4 separate regions of the Gossypium hirsutum genome follow, and all the other regions are linked to region 1. A link is a contact called in public Hi-C data. All regions are on one chromosome and are shown on one strand. Each heading gives the region's core, a stretch centred on a gene start, on an enhancer-like site or on the middle of the called end of the contact. The rest is flanking DNA. Distances are from core to core; before and after follow the strand shown.

Region 1 (2,745 bases), core at 167-2,666:
GTTCTCGTTTTGTAGGCCTAGACGGAAGCGATGGTGCAGAAGCTTGCCATGTTGGTACAAGCGGTGTCAGGGGAGCCGACTTTCGGGCATTGGACGTGCCGACGAAGCACGTGGGAGAGGGCAATGGCTAGGGCGGCTCCTAGGGTTTGATTGAAAATGTTTTAGGATAGTGGGCTGATGTGTATTGGGTAATTGGGTTTATGGCTTAAGTTAGGTATTGGGTTTTGATATGGGTTGTAGTTTGGGTTTTAATTTTTGTAATTTGGATTTTAAAATTTGGACATTATTGGTTTATTTATTATAAGCCCAGGTCAAAATTGACCTATTACACGATGCTTGTACAATAAATCAAAGATCGAGAATAAAAATTATAATTCATTCTGAGATTGAATCTTTCAACATCTTGAAGATGAAGTTGTAAATGTGAAAGTTTAAGGTGAAAAATAATTTGATCTGTGGGATGACTTCGAAAGATTTTGAAAAAAATTATAGAGAATCGTTATGTTGATAACATATTATAAAATAAAGAGAGATAGAGAGAATAAAGAACAAATAAAATATGAAAGCAATAGAGATTTTACTTTATTAATCAAATGGATGATTATAATACTTCATTAGAGTCTCTATTTATAGGCATAAGAAGTATAAAAGAAGTAGAGATCTAATTTTAATAGCTATTAGAATTTAAAGTACATAAAACTTTATCTTAATCATGATGATGGACATCCACTTAATGAGATATTCATAACAATATTTAAATTTTAATATAAATTAGGATTAAAATTTGGTAGAAGATCGGTTAAGCAGAATTAGGGGTCTGTAAAAATATTTTTTATATTAAAATATAAAAAAAAACTCTAGTTCTTAGGTTATTTTCCATTTTATAACTCTAAATTAGAAATACTAAATGTTTAGTTATTAAAATATTTTAAATTTTAATGCTGGGAACAACATATGGCATAAGATATACTGTTAAGTAGAATTAAGAGTGTGTAAAAGTTTTTCTAAATTAAATATTTTTATATTCAGAAGATAAAATTAATATCTATTTTATGCTTTTAAACTTCTTTTCATGTTATAACTCAATTTTATGTAATTAAAATTATCACTATTATTTTTATTTAACAAAATATAATATATTAAATAAATTTTATAATTTAGATTTAGTATTTATCTTTTCAAAATTATATTCTTTTTCACTTGATTTTTTCAATTTATTAAACAAATTTTGGAGAAAATATAAAATTTTATTTCTTATTAGAGAAATTTTGGAGAAAGTTTTCAAAAACTAGTCAAAATTCAAGGTTGACCCGAGGCTAACGATGTTGATGGGGATTGACAAAAAGTTTCAGGGGTCGGGCAGGCCTGAATTAAATTAAAATATTAGAAAGTATTTTGTGCGAATTGGACTGGGATGGGCTCAAATCCTTGCAAAAACTTTTTGAAAATCGGCCCATTACTCTACCAGACGCCATGATCAAAATTTGAACGTTTTTAGCCATTAAAAGCCCAAACTGGTTCAACCAAATCCAGAATTCTAAGCTCTCTTCCCCTCCAATTCCGCCCCTCACTTCCATTTCAGATGTAGAAATGGAATTCAAAGACTACAATAGTTTCAGTTTGGATTGGGACGACCATTTCACTGAAGACGTGATCCGATTAATGGATGCCATTGAAGCCACTCCTCCTACTCCTCCTCCATCTTCTCGCAAGAAACGCAATTCCGCCGTCCATCATCAAGATAACCTCAAAACCAGCCGCCAATTGCCCCATTCTATTCTCTCACCCCCGCCTTCTTTTCCGTCTTCCTTCGCTCGTTGTCAATGTATTTGCTATCCCTTACTTTACCCATTTTGTAATTAAAATAAATGCACTAATAGTAAACCCTTTGATTTTTCTGATTGGCAGCTAATACAAGGCTTAGATATCCGCCGTTGAGATTTGGAGGTCATATTTTGTATAGCTTTACGGAAGATGAGGTAGAAAATGCTGCAATGGAGCTATTAAAAATTGTTGAAATTAAGAAGAAAGAAATGGGTCAAGTTGCTTTAGGGTTTGATATTGAGTGGAAGCCCTCTTTCCAAAAAGGTTTGCTTCCTTTACCCTCCTTGTCTTGTTACATTCATTTCATATAATCCTTTCTCTTTATTTCCTAAGAAAGAAAAAAAGTGTGAAAACAAATAAATGTGAAAATCTCTTAAGTTAATATGAAACCTCTCTAAGGTATATTTGATCATTATTTTAAAGAATTGAGACTTAAAGTTGGAATTTTTTTCACATTGCATGATTTCTAGATAGAATACTTATGCTAGAATTGGCATTGTGTTTTTTTTGTAGGTTTTAATTTAATTTAATTATTTTTTTTATGTTTAGTGGTTCTGATATGCCATATTTTAAAACAAAATATATATCTCGTGTTTGGTGTTGTCCTCTTCCTTTCTTCCATAAAGCAGCATTGCTATAATTTCTTTTAAAGCAGAAAGTAAGCACTCTTTACCTATATTACTCGGCCTTAGGTGTGAGTGCCGGATATGGGGAAGTTCCCAACACAGAAATATTCAATTTTTTCCTATGTTTTTAATGTATTTGGAGATCCTCGAATGGTCATATCCCTATACTCCTGTCCAACTATGCGTTGAATACAGGTACTTTAGTAAAATGAAGAGTCAAAGCAATATAGCTCTTTAATCCATGTTTCATAAGTTGCTGTTGCCATTACCAATCATTTCCTTTTAATTGAAATAC
Region 2 (2,745 bases), core at 119-2,618, 220 kb after region 1:
ATAAGCTTCAGGTGTGGCTACACCGTCATTTCCTATGGCATCGGGATGTGCCTCTGAGCAAAGAAAGCAAACTATTAATCAAAAGCCACATGAACAAGCCTCTTATATATGTATATATGTCTATGAAAAGCACCTGGATAACCGGCAACTGTGATGCCAAAGTAGTCACCATATTTAGATCTGATATGTTTCACCTAGAATAGGAATTAAAAGTTAGTAACATATGTACATTAAGAAATAAAAACAGGGCAGAATGAGCAATGGCTTTACCAGATCAAGGGCACAGGAGAAGCCGCCTTCGACCTGGACAAACTTATCCTGGCCGTGAGGGGGATCACCTCGGAGGGCGAGAACATTCTGAATACCGTTGGACTTGATGGTCTGAAGAGCATGGTCAATCTTCTCTACGGGCATATTGGTGCAAGTGAGGTGCATCATCGTCTCCACACAGATGATATTCTGCATCTTGTTAGCAATGTCGAGGGTGAGATCAGCAGTGGAACCACCTGCACCCCATGTAATGTCACAGAAGGACGGGTTATGAGCAACCATACGATCCATTCTCTCGAATAGGTTGTCTACTCCATCCTCAGTCTTTGGAGGGAAGAACTCAAAGGAAAACACCACTTTCCCTTCTTGCAAAGATTGGATCTTCTCTATCACCTTCATCTTTAATTGGATCTTGAACTCTCGGTGTCACCAACACCAACTTCTGCAAGAATTCAATATGAAACTGAGGTGTTTGGAGAGATAAAACAAGAAAAGAACAACAGGAAGTCGCAACAAAACAAACCCAAGACCGAATCTGAATCTAAAAGAATAACCGATGGTTCAGAGCAAAAACGATCAATTTGAACATCATAGAAGAAGATAAAAATGGGCAATCTTGAAATCAATCCTTTCTAAGTAAATCGTATAGGATAAAGCATGAATGATAAACTAAAAGTCATAGATCAGATGAGCTAAAATTTAAGCGGCTACTGTTAAGAAATACATTGTGAAGAATCAACAAGGCACTAAACAAAGACTGAAAGTCCAAATCTAACATTTGTAGTAGTACATTGTCCCAAATTCATGGAAACACAAAAATATCCCAGAAAAATAGGAAAAAGAGACTCACAAATGGGTTTGTGGTTGGTTAAGAGAGAGATGGGAGGTGGAGGCATTGCAATGGGAGTATTTGTATTTGAGAGAGGAAGGGAACGGATGGGGGTTGGTGTCTTTTGAAATGACGTTGTTGCCCACTCAACAACCCAATGGCCTTATCCCACTCTCAATTCAGTATTTACCCATTAAAGGTCAATACCATACGGTTTAATTCTTATGCCCCTGCCCTTTTGCACTTTTTTTTAATTTAGCAAAACCAATCTCTTTAATTTGAAAATATATAATCAATTCAGATTTAACTAAAGTGTTATCAAGTCAACTTTGATTTCTAAATGGGAGATTAAATTTTTTAAATTTAAAAAAGTAGAGGGAGTGAGAGGAAATTAGACCATAAGATACAAATACGGTTGTCGTATATATTGCTTACCAACCACAAACAGCGATGCCGACATGTTGGTGGCGTCAGCTTGAAATGAATCACAAAATTGGCGGTTGTATTTTCCTTTTCTTACCAAAACTCACTATTATTTTATTGTTTTAGTTTCATCCCTCTTTTTAGTTCGTACACTGAATCAGCTTTTGACCTTTTTCCTTACTCTTTTTATGGCCGATTTTAATAAAAATAAATACCATTTTTAAGAAAATAGATTGATTTTGTGGAGAGAACTGAAACGTATTTTGTAGAATGCATTTTTAACTTTTTAACACATCACTTCTTTTGGTGATTTTGTTTTTAATATTTTCTTCCTCAAGCTTTTTTTTGGTTAAATAATTAATTAATAGTGATTTTAGATTTGATTCACATTTGTATTTTTTATTTTATATCGTTTTAAATTTTTTATTTAATATTTTTAATTAATATTATTTTCAAATTTTTATTTTAATTTATTTTTTAAATTAATATTTTTTTATTTATAAAATTAAATAATTATTACCAATTGTATAATAAAAGTATTTTTTTTATAAATTTGATATTTTATCAAAATGTTAAATATATTTTATTTTGTAAAAAACATCAACTAATTTTTTTGATATATTTTTTATACATATAATATTTATATATCAAAAATATTTGTTTCTTCCTCCTATAATGTGGGAAGGTTAATTTCTAATATTATAAAATAATTTTTTCAAACATCACTATGTTTATTTATGAAATATTTCAAATACAAATACAAAAATATATAATACTAAAATTTACTACACTCATGATATAGATTGAAAAAAAATATTACACATGAAAATTATATTTACTAAAAATATTTTGGCAATATTTAATTGATTTTATAAATAAAAAGTTATTAATTAAAAAAAACCTTGATAACTCAAGGAAAAAATCACAATTAATTAATCAACCTCTAACTAGAGAAAACTAGTTGCATAAGTTTTTAGCATATAATTCGAATATAAATAACTGTATCATCAAATCTACTAGCTCTAGGAACATGATTATGGAAAGATTTTGATGCGAGAACCTAGTAACCAGCATCCCTACCGAAACTATCACTACCACGGAAACCACCATTACCACCATAAGCTCGAGGGCCGCCACTAGGTCTTTCATTGGCATAACTTACTCGAATATTTGGCCATTGAGTTCCTGTAATTTCAGTACCACAAAATAATCAAATACCAGAT
Region 3 (2,745 bases), core at 144-2,643, 190 kb after region 1:
ATCATCTGGTAGAATATTTTTCGACAAAAAGAAATGATAAGTAACTACTTATCATTAGAGGTGTTCATGGGTCGGGTTCGAGTCGTGCCCAACCAAAATTTTAGGCCCATTTGCTAGGCCCAAACCTGGCCCAAAAAATAAGCCTAACATTTTGCCTAATCCCGACCCAGATAAAAATGCTAAAACTCTGGCTCGGCCCGGCCCGGCCCGCCTGTATTAAATTTTTTATATAATTTTTAAATATATATAAATATTTCCCAACAGATGGAAAGAAATTTTAAAAAATACTAATACTTAAATAGTAGTAACATAATAGTGAAATTGTAGTAAAATAGGGAGAAAACAATAAGAAAATAGCATTAAAACAATAATAAAAAATAGCAAATTTTTTGTCTTTTTGTGAATTAGGGTCGAACAAAATACCTTACTCGAGGCTCGACCCATTTTTTAAATGGGGCTTATTTTTAGCTCAAATCTATTTTTTGGGCCTATATTTTTACTTAAACTCTATCACTTTTCAGGTGAAGGCAAGAGAACATAACTACTTATCACTTAATCAAGAATATTTTAATTTATTTTACACTTTATTTAAAATAATATGAAATGTTTAAAAAGAACAAGGGTAAAGATGTGAAATAAAAAATAATAATAATTTAATATTGATATTTATTAAATAATCTAGGAAACAGATTTTAGAAATAAAATTGAGTAGTAGAATTTTGCGTTTAGCAGAGAACATTTTAATGTAATATGCTATTGTACTTCATATATTGAATTCATAGCTGTGTGTAACAATCATTTCTAAAGTAGTTTATATGAATTTTTGAGGGAGTATCATAAAATTAATTAGATGATTGTTTTAGTCTTTATTCATGACAAAGCCAGTTGCTATGCCTTTAGAAGGCACATGAGGGGAGTGTTCTTTTTTCTTTAACTTTAAAGAAGATAGCTGGCAAAAATATCCCTATCTCCTATGCATTGATTTGATTCACATTGTAATTATCACTGAAATTGTGGGCCATTTAGTGCTCGCTTTCCATTTGTCAATTTTTGTGAGGTAAGCTAAAGTTATGCTGGCCAAAAAACTCTTTGTTTTGTGTTCTATTTCCAAATTGGACACTTTCAATTTCAGTTTTATCTATCTTTTATTTCAATAAAATATCACCCTTGTTGTTCCATTTTTAATTTATTTATTTTTTTAATTAAAAAGAGTATGTAGCATAAGTCTTAGTGTCAATTATTGATTTAGTAGTAATTTCTATGTAGATTCAAGTGGAAATGAGTTTTTTCAAATGACTACAAATATAAATGTGTAGTACAAAATTCAATTTTTTTTTATTTTGATAAAATAAAAAAAATTTATATTAGAAATTGAATTCAAAAGTGGCATATCTGAAGTTGAATTATTTTTAATAAAAAATAAAAAATAAAAACTAAAAGTGGCGTCCAACCAATGGCCACCACCTTTCCCCTCCGTTTCTCTTTATTTTATTTATTTTCCTTCCAATTCTCTTCCCCTCTTTATAATCTTCCATCTACACACTTCTCAACTTCAGGGCTCAACCTCTCTTCTCCAACACATTGAGCCCTTTTTTTCCTCTCTTCCCGAAAAGGAAAAAGGGAAAAGCAATCACACCCAATAACACTTTCAGTAGTAAACAAAGCAAAAAAGCAAACCCCCAAAATTAGTTGAAAAGAAAATGCCTACACCACCGGACACCAGCAAAACCTTGAAATTAGAGAGATACAACAATTATCTCCGAAAAATTCACAGCACCAAACTCATCTCGGCTTCCTCTAAACTTCTCTTTCGTGCAACCCTTCTCATTGCTTTGATTCTGATCCTTTTTTTCACCATCAATTACCCTCCTCTTTCCGATACTCCCCACCATGTTCCTCCTCACCACCGTCTCCACCACCACAGCTTACTTTCCACTTCCCTTTTCTCCGCCGGGGGCGGTGCCGCCTGGGAGAAACAAGTGCGACTCTCTTCCACGCCACGTAGAACCAATGGGTTCTCCGTTTTGGTCACTGGCGCCGCTGGGTTCGTCGGTTCCCACTGTTCCCTCGCTTTGAAGAAACGAGGCGATGGGGTTCTTGGTTTAGACAACTTCAATAACTACTACGATCCGTCTTTGAAAAGAGCCAGGCAAAACCTTTTGAGTAAGCACCAAGTTTTCATCGTCGAAGGTGACTTGAACGACGGGCCATTGCTGACCAAGCTATTCGACGTTGTGCCCTTCACTCACGTCCTTCACTTAGCGGCTCAGGCCGGCGTACGTTACGCCATGCAAAACCCACAGTCGTACATCAGCTCCAACATTGCAGGCTTTGTTAACTTGCTCGAAGTAGCCAAAGCAGCCAATCCTCAGCCATCCATTGTTTGGGCATCATCGAGCTCCGTTTACGGCCTCAACACCGAAAACCCATTCTCCGAACGCGACCGGACAGACCAACCGGCTAGCCTTTACGCCGCCACAAAGAAAGCCGGCGAAGAAATCGCCCACACTTACAACCATATCTACGGTCTTTCCCTTACGGGGCTAAGATTCTTCACGGTTTACGGTCCTTGGGGAAGACCCGACATGGCTTATTTCTTCTTCACTAAAGACATCCTACAAGGGAAGTCGATTGACATATACAAGACGCATAATCAGAAAGAGGTGGCGCGTGACTTCACCTACATAGACGACGTGGTGAAAGGGTGTTTAGGGGCGTTGGACACGGCGGAGAAGAGCACCGGAA
Region 4 (2,745 bases), core at 181-2,680, 160 kb before region 1:
GATTCGGTTGTTAGAAAGATCTAGGTCAGTCAACTTGTTTTGGCTTTTGATGAATTCAGGAAATTCAGTAAGGTTGCATGACCTTAGGTATAGAGACTCTAATTGGGGTAAAGTACGGATTTTGTTGTTGCTTCCAATTAACAAGCTGATGTTGGATAGGTCGAGACGCGTTAAGTTGCTGAGTTGGAGAAACATGTCAAGCTTTAATTGGCAATCACTAAAGCTGTTGTATCCAAGAGAGAGGGTTTGCAATGTTGAAAGAGTAAATAAGGAAGAAGGTATTGATCCAGAAAGGTGGTTCCATGACAAATCAAGAGATGCAAGATTTGGAACTCCAGATCTATGAAATGGAGGGATTGAACCATTGAAATTGTTATCACTTAGATCCAATTCCACAAGGTTACTGAGATTTGCAATTGATGCTGGAATGGATCCAGAAAAATTAGTATATTGCAATGACAACACCTCTAAAGTGTTGTTAATTGGAAATTCTGGCAATTGGCCCATGAGACGAGAGTTGTCTGAAATATCAATTCTTTGCATTTTGGGCAATAAGAAAAATTCTGCTGGAAAATGCCCACTCAAATTGCAATCTACTAAACGAAGAGAAACCAATGGAGAGGAAATTTTCGAGAACTTGGGAGGCAAATAAGAGATTGGGTTAGAATCAAGGTTAAGTTTAGAAAGATAACGAAGGTTTAAGAGTGATGAACAAAATGGACCGGTCAAACCACAGCCTGACATGCTTAAAACACTCAGCTTGGGAAGTGACAACGATGTGGTTTCACACCATTCACTACTTTGACTTGAAATATTCACTCCATCCAAATACAACTCTCTGAGAGACCTCATGTTCTTTATGAATGTCTTGAAGTTTGGTTTCTCTAGTTTCAAAGTAGGGTCAAATGAAGCAAAACTTTGATCATTTCTCCAATAGCAATCATCTTGATAAGATAGGTTAAGAGAGACTAACCTTGTTAAGTATAAAATCCCTACCGGAATTTGGTCATGAAAACATGAGGCCGAGAGGTTGAGATGAGTTAAATTTGGGAGTTTTCCAAACCCATACTGAAACAAAGTGGTATTAAAATTGTTTCCAGCAAGATTAAGGCGTTGGAGATGATGGAGATTGAAAATGGAGTGAAAGCTGCCTGAAAGGTTTTGGTAACTGAGATCAATCCCAATGACATGACCAAGAGCATCACATGTAACTCCTTTCCAAGAGCAACAACGGGTATTGGGATCCCAGAGGTCAAGTTTGGAAGAGAAAGTGAAGTTTGGGGCATAGTAGAGATGATGCTGCAATTGTAGCAAAGTAGACCTCTGGTCATCAAGGCAGTGGTTTTGGAGATTAGAATGAGAAGATGGGTGAAGGGAAGTGGAGAAGGAGAAGAGGAAAAACAGTGACATTAGGATACCAAGATTCTCCATGTTTGGTCTTAGATTGTGTGGAGATTCGGAATTTGATATGCACCACATTTATAGAAAACAACTTCACATTACATACTATTAAGCTTCATCTAAGGATGTTGATTTCAAATTAAGTGAAGCATTTTTGTTTAACTTTAAGAATGATGCAAGTAAGTTTTCAATATTCTGCCCCACAGTTTAGTCGTCAAAAATAAGAATCTTATTAGTTGCATCATTAATTAATAAACAAAATTATAACACTAATATTTATGGTTATATTAAAATAAAAATTATTAGTTGCTAATGGCAAGGTATGGGATTTACATATTTGGTAGTAAAAATATAAAATAAAATTAAATTTGGATGGAGGCTTCTTAGCTTGGTGATTTATGCTTGATTTGACTCACACTAAGAAAAATATAGATTTTATATTGAGATTTGTTGTAAGATGTGGTTCTCAAACTCATCAATTAGTTTTTAGGGTGTGCATTCTTTAAAGTTGATATCAAAATTAGAATGTATAAAATGGGCAAAGACTTTTGAACCTCAACCACTAGTGCATAGTATGGTGGACTGATATGTGACTAATTATAAGGTTTGAATCACATAAAATTTTCTTATCAAAGTGTGGGGTTTATACAAACCTAAACTTTTCAACCCCAACAACTAACTTTTTTGTGTGATTATTAACAATTTTTTTTACTATTTTTATTTTTTACATTATATATTTAAAAATTATAATTTTTTAGTAAAAGAGAAAATAATAAAAAATTATAAAAAAAATTAATTTGGGAATAGTTCTGTTTAAGTCGGGATGAGTATTCAAGTAAAGTTCTCCAAATGTCTATTTTAGAATTCAAACATAATTTTCTTTTTCTAATTTCACCAAAAAGAATAAATCTAAATTTGAAAGTTCAAAGCTTTTGCGTTAAATTGAATTTACAAATATAACAAAAATGCTTCCATTCAACATCTATTAAATTTAAAGAGTATAGTGTATAATCATTTTTATTTAGTAGGTTTTAAAATCAATTTCTAAATTTATCGTTCATCCACCAATATATCGTATCATTAGCAGTTCTTTTGCAATGTTCAATGGTTTATTCACAACGTGGTATAAAATTAGAAGAGTTTTAGAAAACGTAGTGTGTAATAACATGATAATACCTTTTTTTCTGTTAAATTAAAATAGCATTACATTCATAAATATTCACAGGACTCAATTTAAAGAATATGATATTAGCAATAATGTAATCATTTTTAGGCTTTAAAACTCAATTTCTTTACAAATCATTAATGTAATTTGTTAACCTTGCACAAAAGCAAGTGTTATCC

The links. Hi-C and Micro-C count contacts between places; a contact is called where the count stands out from the background.
Region 2: a contact with region 1 is called in a Hi-C map of leaf, with 5 times the contacts expected there. The contact joins the promoter of LOC107915116 here to the promoter of LOC107915120 in region 1. A contact is called at or near these places in 18 of 34 Hi-C or Micro-C datasets (anther, callus, fibers and 5 more).
Region 3: a contact with region 1 is called in a Hi-C map of leaf, with 2.4 times the contacts expected there. The contact joins the promoter of LOC107915118 here to the promoter of LOC107915120 in region 1. A contact is called at or near these places in 2 of 34 Hi-C or Micro-C datasets (both in leaf).
Region 4: a contact with region 1 is called in a Hi-C map of leaf, with 3 times the contacts expected there. The contact joins the promoter of LOC107896984 here to the promoter of LOC107915120 in region 1. A contact is called at or near these places in 15 of 34 Hi-C or Micro-C datasets (anther, callus, fibers and 3 more).

What each region holds. Positions count from the first base shown.
Region 1 is chrA10:71,826,015-71,828,759 of Gossypium_hirsutum_v2.1, forward strand. LOC107915120 (Werner Syndrome-like exonuclease) reads left to right here and starts at 1,417. Exons shown (of 6, transcript XM_016844260.2): 1 at 1,417-1,825; 2 at 1,909-2,088. The coding sequence starts at 1,591.
Region 2 is chrA10:72,044,921-72,047,665 of Gossypium_hirsutum_v2.1, forward strand. LOC107915116 (methylenetetrahydrofolate reductase 2) reads right to left here and starts at 1,369. Exons shown (of 12, transcript XM_016844257.2): 1 at 1,121-1,369; 2 at 271-712; 3 at 134-194; 4 at 1-53. The coding sequence starts at 669. It also overlaps the pseudogene LOC107915114.
Region 3 is chrA10:72,011,092-72,013,836 of Gossypium_hirsutum_v2.1, forward strand. LOC107915118 (UDP-glucuronate 4-epimerase 6) reads left to right here and starts at 1,394. Exons shown (of 1, transcript XM_016844258.2): 1 at 1,394-2,745. The coding sequence starts at 1,701.
Region 4 is chrA10:71,669,010-71,671,754 of Gossypium_hirsutum_v2.1, forward strand. LOC107896984 (receptor-like protein 7) reads right to left here and starts at 1,431. Exons shown (of 2, transcript XM_016822309.2): 1 at 1-1,431. The coding sequence starts at 1,431.